2 separate regions of the Sus scrofa genome follow, and region 2 is linked to region 1. A link is a contact called in public promoter capture Hi-C data. All regions are on one chromosome and are shown on one strand. Each heading gives the region's core, a stretch centred on a gene start, on an enhancer-like site or on the middle of the called end of the contact. The rest is flanking DNA. Distances are from core to core; before and after follow the strand shown. Region 1 holds the start of SCML1 (sex comb on midleg-like protein 1). Region 2 holds the start of BEND2 (BEN domain-containing protein 2).

Region 1 (2,540 bases), core at 23-2,522:
TTAAGTCTTGTATTTATTTTTAGTAAAAATGGTGACAGTTTCATTGTGAACCCCTCTCCAAAAAAAAATGTACCAGAAAAGTTTGATTACCTAGGAAGTGTGTATAGAAACTGCAAATAAACGTGACTGCAATTAAAGAACTTGTTTCCCTCTTCTTTGTTACGTAATCGTATTCCTGGGGTCTTGCATACACCAAGTGTGGACGTAAGGGACAGAACCTGCTATGGCAAAAGTATGAGCAAAATCATAATAATAAATACTCTATCTACAATGGGCTCTAATCTCGCTTGTATTTGAGAGGAGAAAAGAAAATATTTCTCATGTCCAACATGCTTCCCTTGTAGCGCCTCTCTGGGCGCTACAAGATTTATATAGCTTTACTTCAACTGCTTTGCTTCTGAATTTCTCAGACTATGCCTCCTTCCCAAGGTGAGCAACCTCGACATAACCTAAGACGATCGCCACTAAGTAATGTCATGTACCTTTCATTACATACATTTACTGATAGTGTTGTAACTGCTGTGCTTATCCTAACTCACCACCCCCCTCGCTGTGCCCATTTTATTGATGGGAAACTGAAGCACAGAGCCGTTACCTGAGTTGCTCAAAGCCATAGCTCACTTAAATGTTGAGGCTAGGGTACAAACACAGCAAATCTGGCTCCAAGATCTGTGTCATCGCATAAAGGCATAACAACCTTTGAAAATAACCCTTCCAGGTTTGTACCAAACCACAATTGCTAAAGCCCGGCCCCTCCCCTTGCGAATTGAAGCACTGACCGCACACCTAGAATTAATTCAATGTCCACGTCTCTGGTACATCACAGAGGAAGGGGGAATTAAATTAAAAAAAAAATCTTCAAAGAATTAACCAACAAGAGGGGAGAGGCCAGACGCCTAAGTGCCTCAGCCCTGCGAGCCGCCTCCAAGAAACCCACACCGAAATACCCGCAAAAACTCCTCTCCGCCTCGGAGCTTCGCGTCTTCAGCCTATAGCGGGGCGCGGAACTGAACTCACCAACCTCTGCCAACCACCGCCGAGCTGCAGGTGCTCGGAAGCGGCCATTGCGGCTGCGCAGAGGGAAGCACAGCCCCTCCCCTCGGCCGACTCCCTAGCAACGGCCCGCTTCTCACGCGACGGCAAAGGGGTCCTCAGGATTGGTCGGCTTACGGCTCAGGCTTGTCTCTAGGCGGCCACTGATAGGCCAGCGGCCGGCCGCACGTGGCAACCTCCGTACGGTGGGTGGTCTCTGGTGCGAGAGTTGGTCCCCAGCTTCGTGGGGTCCGTGGGCTCTGCGGCGGGCGCATCACGTGGTCGGGTCCTATTTCCGGTGCGAGGACCGTTTCTGACCTCGAGTGACCCTAACCGTTTTACCCCCGCTGCTCGGGAGACGGCTCACCGCTAGCCGGTTCCCGCGCTCTCAGGAGGCTGGTTTGGCTGCTCTAGCGCCAGAAAAGGTCTGTGCTGTGACCCTTTTTCTCCCTCGTGGATGCGCTAGAAGCAGTTGAGGAGTGACTTGGCTTAATGGCTCCCGCTCGGGAGCGGGGTGGCGGGGAAGGAGGATTTTCCTGAGGGAAGAGAAAATAGTTACTTCCCGGGCAAAGCGAGTGTACGCCGCAGTTTCAGCAGCGCTGCGGCTGGAGTGGTTCGGTACGGTTCCGGGTGGTTTGGGATGGTTCCGGCTGGTTCGGGGTGGTTGCACTTGGTTCCGGGTGGTTCCCCCTGCCCCTCCTGGGCCAGCTCGTTGGCGCTTCTGAGAATTGGCCGCTTGTTGGCGGCTTGGTGCTGACTTTGTGGTAACAGGTGATCGTTTTTCCATCCTCTCTCTTTCTTGGCAGGTGTGGGGGGAGGTTGGGGGGGGCGGGAGACGATCAGACTTTATATAGACTTTTGAGTGTAAAGAATCTATTAACTGGAGAGTTGGTTCGTTATAACGTGTTTTGTGATGCAACCGTTGATTCTGAGGCTTTGATCGTAAGTGCGATTGATCAAAGACAGCTTCAGCGCAAAGATGTGGCTTGAGCGGGGTCCTTTGACAGCTCGCTCTGTCGGGGACTGCCTCTCTGCCTCGGCCTGGCTCTCCCGGAGGTCGGGCTGCTCCAGTTTGAACCTGCTTTAATGTTTACGAATCGTGATTTTACAAGCAGCTTTTCTGCACGGAGTTTTAGAAAGCTGGGCCATGGAATCGAGTGTGGCCGGCTTTATCCCCCGTCTGGCAGACTCTGTGCTCTCTCAAGTTTGCTGCGGACAGAAGGGCTACTTTTGAGTCCTGACGGGATTTTTAGAAAGTAATCAATGTGTTGACACAGTTTATTGGGAAAAGAAAAAATCTAGAGTGGGCTTGCTGTTGTAATCTGCCCTATTTACTGAGAATTTTGGGGTGAAACGCTGTTTTCATCTGTCGTCATTGTGATACGCGGATGGCAAGTGAATGCCTTGCACCTTGGGAGGCAGAAGCCTCAGGTGACTTTTGAAAAATGACTTTGATGTATCTTAAATGTGTCTTTCTAAAAACCCGATGTTTAGATTTCCTATCATAA
Region 2 (2,540 bases), core at 13-2,512, 490 kb after region 1:
TTGGGAGCGGCTCAAGAAAAAGGCAAAAAGACAAAAAGACCAAAAAAAAAAAAAAAAGATTCTCTACAACGAAGTTTAGACTTTATAATCTAAATAAAGAAGAAAATAACAAAGGCAACTAAAATTTTATTTTTAAGACAAGTTTTCGTCTATCAATAGCTCTTACAAACTATTACTAGTAAAGTTATTGACAACTCCACTAAGGTTTCTCAGTTAATTCGCAAAATACCAACTAACTCCTTTAGGTATATATATAATATAGCCTTCACAGGAAATTTTTAAGACATTATGACATTTGTAAGTTTTTGAAGATTATGCTCCCAAGGTGCAAGGAACTAAGCTGCCCTGATTTTTATCAGAGAAGGCATAGTTCACAATGGTCAGGGCTGACACCTGCATTTCACTTGCCTACTGCACAGAATACACACAGCAAAATAGGGCAGATTGCAATGGCCAGGCTGCTCTGTTTTTGGGGGGAGGTTGTTTTGTTTTTTGTTTGTTTGTTTTTTTAAGTGAACAGTACGTTATTACACGGAACAATCATTTTCTAACTTTACTGTCAGGGCTCTTAAAAAGCAGCCCTTGCGGAGTTCCCGTCGTGGCGCAGTGGTTAATGAATCCGACTAGGAACCACGAGGTTGCGGGTTCGGTCCCTGCCCTTGCTCAGTGGGTTAAGGGTCTGGCGTTGCCGTGAGCTGTGGTGTAGGTCGCAGACGCGGCTCGGATCCCGCGTTGCTGTGGGTCTGGCGTAGGCCGGTGGCTACAGCTCCGATTGGACCCCTAGCCTGGGAACCTCCATATGCCGCGGGAGCGGCCCAAGAAATAGCAAAAAGACAAAAAAAAAAAAAAAAGCAGCCCTTGCAATCTCCCTATCGAACTTTAGAGACGACAAAGCCAGCCAGATGCGGGATAATACCACCAAAACTGTGTCCCATCAGCCAGCATTCCCTGCAGCCAGGCTCGGAACTGAATCGAGGCTATGCACTGCTTTATAAAACAATGTGTAGAAAAATTGCTTATAAAATCTTTACTTGTAAACATTAAAGCAGCTGACCACTTGGTATTATAAAACCCCAGAGCAGTCCTAATTTGGGGAAAGCTGGGTAGCAGAGGGAGGGAAGGAAGCGATCTCCGACAGACTTAATTATTGGTCTTTTCTATTGACTGACCGTGCTAACCGTACAGTAGGCTGGAGCACCCACAAAAGGGGTCCCCTTTTTTACAGAGGTCCTCACCTTTTACAGCGTTCTCTGACTCCTGCATCTGCCCTCTTAATGCAAAGAAGAGGCTCTATGTGCAAGGATTTCTCCACACATAAATCTTTATTTTCTTTATCCTTATTTGCATATTTATCATAAAACGGCAAGGCTGCCCTGTCTTTGATCAAACGCAGTTACAAACAAAGCCTCAAAAGCAACGTCTTAATCTCAAAAGATGTTATAATGAATCAACTCGCTCTTTTGTCAATTCTTTAAACTCAAAATTTATATAAAATTGTGGTGGTGAGCCTGCTGTAGGATATACAAAAGTAGAACTATAATATTGTACACATGAAACATGTTATAAACCAATGTTACTTCGATTAAAAGAAAACAAACCTAAAAAAATTTAAAAGTTGTAAAGTTGAAAAAAATTCTATATAACATCTAAGAGGCTTCATCCTTCCTGGACCCGTACCTCCTCCAACGGGGAAAGAAAAAAAAGAATCAACTTGTCCCAGGAAGCACCAAGAACTTAAAAAAATAAGTGGCCAAGAGTTCCCTGGTGGCCTAGCGGATTAAGGATTCCGTGTTGTCACTGTTGTCGATCAGGTTTGATCCCTGACCAGTAAACTTCCACATGCCCCGGGCACAGCCGAAAAAAAAAAAAAAAAAAAAAAAAAAGGTGGCCAAATTTCAAAAGCTCACACAAGCTGGCATTCCCCCACCCCCATGAGGTGGTGGGAACGCCCCCTAACGTCTCCACGCGGCGCTGCTGAAATCTGAGGTTGCCAAGTGCAGACTCGCTCTTCCAGCAAAGCAAACCCTCTCCTCCCGAAAAGCGCCCCAGTCACCAAGCCAAATCGTCTTCCTGGCACAACATGCGGTGCTCAGCAGCTGATTGTGGCGTGTGCTCACACGAGGCCTTGGGGAAAAAAAGTTCAAGTAAAAAGCGCGGGCGTACACACCGGCTCTGGCGCCAAAGCCTGCCACGCTGCCTCCTGGCGCGCGAGTGAAAAGAGCCGCGGTGGCGCCCCCTGCCGCATGGTGACCGCTGAAACTCTTCTGCGGCCGCTAGAGGTCCCAGAAAGAACCGCCGCCCTCCCACCGGAAACTTGGTCAGGCCATCAACCCCGGGGACACCATCAACCCCCAGGAAGCTGCCAGCTCTGGGGTCACCTCAAGTTCCTGGAACACCATGAACCCCGGGGACCCGAGAGCCCCAAGATCCGCTCGAGCCCCTAGACGCCACAAACCCAGGGGATGCCTCGAGCCCCAAGACACTCTCAAGCCCCTGAGACACCATGAACCCTGCGTCCCCCTGCAGGTTCCAGATCACTT

The links. Promoter capture Hi-C pulls out the DNA fragments that hold promoters and counts their contacts.
Region 2: a promoter capture Hi-C map of liver shows a contact between it and region 1, with 14 times the contacts expected there. The contact joins the promoter of BEND2 here to the promoter of SCML1 in region 1. A contact is called at or near these places in 2 of 5 promoter capture datasets (fetal skeletal muscle and liver) and 3 of 47 Hi-C or Micro-C datasets (embryonic fibroblasts, liver and omental adipose tissue).

The regions. Positions count from the first base shown.
Region 1 is chrX:14,208,949-14,211,488 of Sscrofa11.1, forward strand. It overlaps SCML1 (sex comb on midleg-like protein 1), which reads left to right and starts at 1,273. Exons shown (of 8, transcript XR_002340672.1): 1 at 1,273-1,457. NHS (Nance-Horan syndrome protein) reads left to right here. Exons shown (of 9, transcript XM_005673460.3): 9 at 1-137. The region is part of intron 1 of LOC110257735 (a long non-coding RNA gene); the gene reads right to left.
Region 2 is chrX:14,702,672-14,705,211 of Sscrofa11.1, forward strand. BEND2 (BEN domain-containing protein 2) reads right to left here and starts at 1,263. Exons shown (of 17, transcript XM_021080613.1): 1 at 1,236-1,263. The coding sequence starts at 1,263.